Linked DNA regions of Zea mays: region 2 is linked to region 1. A link is a contact called in public Hi-C data. All regions are on one chromosome and are shown on one strand. Each heading gives the region's core, a stretch centred on a gene start, on an enhancer-like site or on the middle of the called end of the contact. The rest is flanking DNA. Distances are from core to core; before and after follow the strand shown. Region 1 holds the start of LOC100191923. Region 2 holds the start of LOC100282828 (ER lumen protein retaining receptor).

The links. A called contact is a pair of places that touch in the nucleus more often than the background predicts.
Region 2: a contact with region 1 is called in a Hi-C map of ear, with 2.9 times the contacts expected there. The contact joins the promoter of LOC100282828 here to the promoter of LOC100191923 in region 1. A contact is called at or near these places in 5 of 25 Hi-C or Micro-C datasets (ear, leaf, root tip and 1 more).

What each region holds. Positions count from the first base shown.
Region 1 is chr2:126,250,099-126,254,365 of Zm-B73-REFERENCE-NAM-5.0, reverse strand. LOC100191923 reads left to right here and starts at 2,077. Exons shown (of 7, transcript NM_001137347.2): 1 at 2,077-2,348. The coding sequence starts at 2,252.
Region 2 is chr2:126,599,486-126,603,752 of Zm-B73-REFERENCE-NAM-5.0, reverse strand. LOC100282828 (ER lumen protein retaining receptor) reads right to left here and starts at 1,979. Exons shown (of 6, transcript NM_001155734.2): 1 at 1,749-1,979. The coding sequence starts at 1,839.

The sequences.
Region 1 (4,267 bases), core at 828-3,327:
ACTAATTTCCTTAGAAAAATGAAGTCTCTTCGAAGTACCCCATTTTTCTAAGGGATTTTCATTTTCCAAGTAAAAAATTAGTTCATTTTCTCTTGGCCCCATTTTCCAAGAAAAATTAGTTTATTTTTCCTTAAGGAAATGAGAATCATTTGAAAAAATGAAGTTGCTAAACTGTCCAATATGCTATTTTTAGGGATGCAGAAATCTTGGAATTCACGCTAACTGCATAACGGTTGACACCATGTTTCATATAGAACACCTTTTATGTAATTGTGTTCAAGATTTTTTGCGCAAATTGCCCCTTTATTAGTTTGTGCGCGGAGATGTATTCTATCTGTATGCAGCAAGAAAACAACAATTACCATGCATTAGACTAAGGTATGAGATAGTTAAAGCACACATTATTAACATAACACATCAACTTTTCTTTCTTAGCAACGTTCCACATTACTAACGTAACACATCAACTTTTCTTCTCAAAATAAACTCGAAATTACAGTCCTGGGTTTGCGCGCCACAATTTTATACACTAGTAACTTATACACTAGTAACGTTATGTATAGGCTAATCTTCATAGATAGACAACGCCTACAACCAGAAGGTATGGCTGTATATTTCATCTTTTCATTGGCAGCGTCTGCCAACACATCTTAGAGCAACTCCAAAAGAAACTGTAAACCTATCCCAAAACAGATATTAGGAAATAAATCTAGTTTTTCTTACTCCAACAGCTCCCTCAACCGTTCCTCAAAAGTTTCGCGTCCCGCATCCACCTACTCTCCTCCCGCATATTTACGTGTGAGCGATGCCTCCCCAATACACACCATCGGTTCTTCTCCACCACGACGACTGTGTGCGAGCCGCCGCGACATCGTTGTCTGCTCGTTCCGCCGCAGGAGCGAAATCAACTCGATGGTAGCGTGCCTGGCGCTTATGTTGGAACCATGCAGATGCAGACTTGGTGGGTCTTTGCGCAATCTGTAGCGTTCGAGCTAGTGCTCTAGTTCAGCGACATGCACGAGCACGACCATGCTGTGCCACCACATAGGCTCGGGCTTGAGCATGACAGTGAGGAGAGAGTTGGCCTGGTGAAGGTCACAATGCCCGCGTGACGCCTGCTGGGTGTTCACCAAAGTGCCACACCGAGAACATCGTTGCATTTAACAATGTTTTAGCCTTTGTTTAGAGAAACTGTTGGAGAACACATTATAATCCACTTCTAAAACTTTTTAGTCTGCTCCCAATAATTAGTTTTTGAGGGGGATTTTTTAACATTCTTTTGGAGTTGCTCTTAGGGCTCTTTTTGAACATAGGAAATTCACAGGAATTCGTTCAAAAACACAGAGAAAACACAGGATCCAAGAAATAATCCTTTGATCCAAATAAGTCCTATCTTTGTTCCGGTAACATGCAAGAGCAAGAAAACTGCCTTGCAGCTTCCCACTGCCACTGGCATGTCTGTGTAAGTGAAAGTGTGAAACTGACCCGCAAAATGTGATGGATCCAACAATAATGCCAAACCATACCTACATCACCCGGTGTTGCCCCGGTTTGTTTCGGCTTTTCGCAGCTTCTGGCCACCAAAAGCTGCTGCGGACTGCCAAACACTCAACTTTTCAGCCAGCTTCTATAAAAATCGTTTGGGTAAAAACCATTCAAAATCAAAATAAACATATAATCGGTTAAAATCAAAATAAACATATAATCGGTTGAGTCGTCGCAATAGTAGTAATCCGTCACTTTATAGATCCTGAGCCCCATGGACAACTTTATCTTCCTTCGCACGTAATCCTAATGATACTCAGATTCTCTACACAGCCAGATTCTCCGCATAGCTAAATTCTCGAAAAAGCTGGTCAGAAAAAGCTGAACCAAACAGATCCGTGTACACTCCATACTCATGGTGGTGTGGCACCCTTTGGGCCGTGGTCACCCAGGTCTGTGTACACCCGAGGGGTTCGCCTAGGGGCGGCCCCAGTTGACTGGGCGGGTGTTTCGGTAGTTGGCGCAATGGGAGCGCGGTGAAAAGAAGCGGGCCGCGAGGTGAGGAGGAACAAAACGACTGGCTGTCCGAACGGGGACGCCTGGTTCCTCTCATTCCCCTTCCACCTCTCTCTTTCTTTCCACTACTCGCCCTCTCTCTCTTGCGCGCGCGTGACAACATCCCTCCACGGGCGCGCGGCGCGGGAGCACCCACCGACTTATCGCCGGTGGGGCGGGGCGGGGGCGATCTGATGCCGGCGCGGCGGTGATGGCAGCGCCGTCCGGCGGTGGGGGCGGCGGTGCGGGGGAGGGCTCCTCCTCGGCCGCCGCAGCTATGACGATCGGGGCCCACGGGGTGGACCAAGGTTAGCAACCCCTGCTCCTCCTCCTCCTCATCGGGCTTTCGTGTTTAGTCTCGGTGAAGCGTTTGTGCTGGAGCGCAGCTAACCACGGTCGGATTGGGCATGCCTCGTGGTGGCCTTAACTGTTTGGGCGGGTCCGCGGAGAAGCCGTGTTTCACAGCGAGTAGTGCTAGGAAGTCTTGGATCGCTTGCGCGCGCGTGGGCGTGCAGAACCGGGCAATGCTGAGGCACCTGGGTGTCGGCGGCGCGTCGGTGGTGTTATAAACCTCCGCGTCGGTGCGTGTTTGAGTAGGCGACTCACTAAACACAACACGTACTTGTTTTGGCTTTTAGCCGATTCAAGAAATTGCTTATGTGTGTGGAGGATTGGTTTGATTGACGTGCTTTAGCAACCCTGGCATGTTTGCTGTAGGTGTGGAGTGCTGCCTATTTTACTCTTTTGAACTTTCTAATCTTTGCTGAGCTTATCATGTGTTGTAACTAGCGCATACTGATTAGAGGTGTTTTTTTAGTGAAGAAGGAGCATCCTCAATTGGGAAAGTTCACACTTATCATGTAGGATAGAGAATGTCTCTTACTGAATAGGAAACTTCACACTTCGGATCAGGTGTTTTTGGGTTGAGACTTGAGAGAATGGATGAGACAATGCTGCTGGGCATGAGTTGTGAAATGAGGTGCTATTGGGCTAGCATGCATATCAGCAAGATGTATCGGGCTGTATCGAGCGACATATTGTGAGCTAAATATCTTTTTTTTTGTTTCATTTTCTCGATATGTGCATTGGGCCATATCCCGCTGTATCGGATACTGTTATGGTGCCCTTACTAGCATATGGGTGATGCGTAGGTGCAGCGTATTGGTGAGAGAATTTTTGAACCGATTGAGATTAAGGGTCTACTTGGTTCAACTGTAGACTTCTGAAAATATGATTCCAGCTGTGAGCTGTGAGAAAGCTATTGTAAGCTGACAATTGTGAAAAAACTGAAATTTGTTTGGTTGAAACAACTATCAATATAGATTCTATAAGATCATGACATCTTGCATCATGGATGACAGGAATCTGGAAAATCTGGGTTAGGAGGTGATTCTGAATTGAATTAGAAGAATCTATTGATTTTCAGGAATCTATTATGTTGTTGTAGCCGTTTGGTTGAGATTCCAGATTTTTGACAGTGAATCTGGTTCAGGAAGCTGAACCAAACACACCCTAAGTTCGTAAATTTTCTGGGCATGGTTGTAGTGGCTCCATTTCAAGTGAATAGATTTAAAGCTCAGATTTAGTAGGATCATGGTTAGGATTGAAGATTGAACTTCAACTGTACTTTGGTACTTTATTTGTGGAGATTAAGGCTTGCACTTTATATTTCTGGCGCAACATCGAGTGTGGCAACATTTAGACCTATGGTCACTTAAAATTATTTCTGTTCAGTTTTCGTTCCTTCATTCTCTATATATGTTTGTCTGTAGAAATATTGTCCAATACCTTTAGTGGATTCAATTAATTATGTGTTGTTCGCTGCTGCTAACAACAAGTTCAGAAGCCCGTTTTACTCTTGTCTTGAACTCTTGAAGCGACATAGCTTTAGTTTGGCTTTAAATAGCTGGCACGTCGAATGATAACTCAAAAGTTCTATATGAATAATTCGATAAAAGGGGTTTTCCATATAATTATGGGAAAGCTCCCTGAGGACTGCAATTTTTCATCCAATTATACTGACTTGACTCTTTTCTTGAAAGGTGGTTGATTCTTGATGGTTCAGTCAGTTTTTGATCATTTAAAACTCTGTAAAGCAAACAAATAGCACCTCTGTGATTATTTCATGAATTAAGTTTAGTTTTGACCCTTTTCTTTTGTTTTGGTGGAAATAAACCAAACAAATATCACTTCTGTCTGTTTCCCTTGCTCTCTTATTTTATGGTAC
Region 2 (4,267 bases), core at 730-3,229, 350 kb before region 1:
GGTTGGATTATGATGTGTTTGTTGTAGTAATGGGCCTTGGCCCAGCACATTCATTTCCCTCTCTAAGAGCATCAAAAGTGACTTATCTCAGTGCCCCAAATTAAATTATAGGGCTCAAGCTAAAAAAATGCTACAAAAGTGCCCTAATTTACAAAATATTGGCGAAAATATAGGTCACCTCCTGAAGTGCCACAAATATACTGCACCTTATTAGGTTGCCCCATATCTAGATCTAAACAAACCGACGCTTCACAAAACTTTCCTTTCCAAACGAACGGAGTAGATTATCGGATTTTGATTAATCACTTGATTTGGGGCTTTACTGTAGGAGCTTCATTTTTTTTGTTGGTGCCCTAAATTCTATAAAATATATCTATTTTAAAATTTTAGGGCACTTTTATAGGGCATATTGTTGGAGATGCTCTCATATATATACAACAACCCACCATGTTTTAGGGACAGGATTTCTAGCCTCTCAAGAAAAAAAGTAATTTCCAAGTGTTTGGCAAGAAGACTAAAGTGTTATTTGAACAATATCGGGTATTTGTATCACCCTTAGCACAAATATGATCAATGTATGCATCACCATCACCCTTTACCCTTAGATGCTAAATAGCCAATGAGTTCAACATCGTCACTATTTAGAGCTTTGGCATATTTGACACATAAAAATGTCCCAACATAAAAATTGTCTAGCAAAAAGTAGAAAAAGATGGCACAAACCCTGACTAGGCCGGGTTGACAACATCGGCTAGGTTGGCCATAGAAGCTAGCTAGGCCAAACTTCCTATTGTCATGTGATACCGGCTATAGTAGCCGGCCCACGTGCCTGACCTAGCTGACTTTAATCATTGACTACCGCGACTTTTGCTAGATTCTGAATCGATTAACTTCTATATTGGTTTTTGACATTGAAAACATATAAAACATGTTTTAGAATTGTTTTTTTACTGGGATAAGACGACCCCTCTCTATATATACCAGAGCTTAGTAACAGGGAACTGGGAACTTGGCACGTTCCTCTTTCCGGGAACGTGGGAACAAGCTCGTTCCCGTAGTGTTAAAACTTAGTTTTAGTAGCGTACCATGTACCATGTTCCCGTTTCTCGATGCCATCGATCCGGAAACCTGGTTACTAAGTACCAGAGGAATACAGCTGATTAAGGTACCCAACATCTAATCGATTAAAAATACATCTATTATCTCTTTTATCTGTTTTCCTCTATATTTTGTTGTTCGTTATGCCTCCCGGTGAGATTTGGCGGCGTTTTAGATGGCACTGCCGATTCCAGGACAACCTCAACAAGTCAACATATTCCTCCTTGATGGGTCTTCTCAGGAGCAATGTTATCTGCTTATTCACCGACAAAAATAAATAAAAAGTTTGTAGTCAATAGAAGAAAATTATATGTACTTTGCCAACCATTGTTGCAGGGTATACGGATGAGCCTCCTCAAATTCGAGAAGAGCAGCCGCAAGGTCCCTCATTACATTTGCTCGTTTCTACACAATAAATTCCTAGCGGCCGTTCACAATGCGGAAAGAAGGGATCAGCGGGAGGCACGCAGTGCCAACGCCGCATTGCGTACAACACTACAGCTACCTGCTCCCCTCGAGATCGAGATCTCCGGTGCGGTCCCAGAAGAACCAGTCGTTAAAATACGGAGAAATGGCAGCGCAATTAGTTTCGGTTCCTAGAATCCTAGCCCTGATCCCAGTGGGGCGGAGAGGGGAAGAGAAGGGCGTACCTGCGCAGGACTTGATGGTATGGATCTTGAGGAGCAGCACTACCACGCTGAGGAGGTGGGTCATGTCCCCCGCCAGCCGGAACACGTTCATCTCCGATCCCCCTCCTTCACCTTCCCTCCGCCTCCAATATTTTTCACGAACAAAAGATCCTCCTCTCTTCTCTTTCTCTCGCGCGCGCCGGGGTCTCGTCGGCGAGTGGCTGTGTTCCCTGCCCTCTCGCGTCGGCGTCGTGGTCGCGGTAGCTGAGACGGAACGAATCCGAGACGGGATTGAAAAGAAGGTCGGGACGACGTCGATGACTACTGGGGCCCGGGTGTCCCCCACGATGTCAGTTAATGCAAAAGAGCGTGGCCGGCCGGACACGGCCGTGGGCAAAGGAGGGAAGTACGTGGCGAGGCTGAGGTGGCAGCGCGCCATTGGAAGTGACGGGCCCGATTTATTTTGCATTTCAGCTTTTTTAAAAATTCACATTTAGATCTCTGTGATAAGTATTCTCGTTTTTTAATCCTGTCATGACGTCGAGGTAACACTGCTCAGCGTCATAGCTCATGACACCAAAATATTGACTCTAGTGTGTGTAAACCGAGCTGACAATAACGTGGCTGAGCTCCCATCACGGCCATTGCCGGACCTCCAGACGTGTGTCGCTTCCGAGTTTCAACTCGGCCTCTCGAACAGCTGCTTCTATTGGACATGGCCACCCTCTCCAATAAATTTCCGACACTAGGTAACAAATTTGATTGCTATTTAACTGCCAATGTAGCATACAACAACCTTCCTTGTTTGTTGTCTTTTTTACAACACTAATAATTTAATATTGCATGCATATTCTTTTTATATATCTAAATCAAAAATAGAGAGCCTATATCAGTGAGTTTATTCGCATGTTTAGTTTTCTTGATAATTCCTAAATTGGTTTCTAGCAAATTTACGAGGTTATTAAGTGATTTACTATAACATTATCTTAAACATCGCTACGAGTTATAGGCGATGATTAGCAAAAAAATATTAACATAAACTAAGATGACTATAAAATATGTTATCATATGTGGGACCGAATACTCTATATTTTGTAGCCTGTGTGTAGTGTGCTGAATGCTGAGTCGTGGCGTCCAACAAGTGCGGTTTTATTGTCGAGGCATCCATGTGTGTCATTACCAAAGGCCTATATTGGGGCCTTCGTCTTACGAAGGTCCTCAAAAACACGACTAACATGTTTTCCAAGTGTAATATATTGTTACAGGAACCTTCGGTTTTGAGATAAAGATGCGCACGGTATGAAAGGAGCGGTCTGGAAGAAGGATGAATCAGTTCCGAAGCTATGGATGGAGAAGCTTCGGATTAGCGCAAAGACAGTGATGGAGAATGAAATCGACCTAAATGGGAAAAGACTGTTTAGTCCTCGACAGATTACTCCTTAGTCAATAGTAAATGTCAAGGACTTGGATGTAATTTTACCCAGGTTGCGTCTTATGTGCCTATAAATAGATGAACAGTAACACAGTACTGTTCATGCTGACTTGTAATCACTTACACGTCACTCTTGGATTCTTATCTTCTGTCAAGCCGAAGGTATAAATGTAATTCAATATTATTAATGTTTATTCACGATTATATATTGAGAAGATAGATAATTTAATATTTGACATTATCATTCATGTCCTTTATATGTCCCATATATTTCTGCTTTTTATTATTACATGTTGAGATGATGAAGGTTTGTTATTCATGACCTTCGTGTGAAGATCATTATATCCTAAGGGAGATAATCCTTCGAAGGACGAAAGTTTTTAACAATTAACATTTGTGTTGCCTTGTTCTTAGCTCGTAACATTTGAGAACAAGTGACCAACAACCTACTTAGTATCTAGCTAGCTAGTATTATTCTCTAAAATAAAATAGCTAACAAGCTGAAACCATGCAAGTACCTACTATTCGAGATGACGATATATACACCACTTGTATTCTTTATTTTATAGGGCCATCCTTCGACGCGTTAAGTGAGCTCGCCGGCCGTTCAAGGGCTACGTGCGCGCGGACTAGTGATACCCGTCCCGTGGACAGCGGACGTGGCCAAGAGCCTAGGCATCGTGTGGCTCTTCGTTCACGAGCTATCGTGCTTCTTCTCGCTCTGTGAACTTTGGCCCTGTTTGTTTCGGCTTCTGGCAGCTTCTGGCCACCAAAAGCTACTGCGGACTGCCAAACGCTCAGCTTTTCAGCCAGCTTCTATAAAATTCGTTGGGACAAAAACCATCCAAAATCAATATAAACACATAATCGGTTAAGTCGTTGTAATAGTAGGAATCCATCACTTTCTAGATCCTGAGTCCTATGAACAACTTTATCTTCCTCCACACGTAATTGTAATGATGCTCAGATTCTACTCACAGCCAGATTTTCAGAAAAGCTGGTCAGAAAAAAGCTGAACCAAACAGGCCCTTTGTGCCTTCGACGACGGGCTGCGGTGTTCGAGAGGCCGACCATGGCCCGTAGGACGCTAGGAAGCCATTCCTCGATC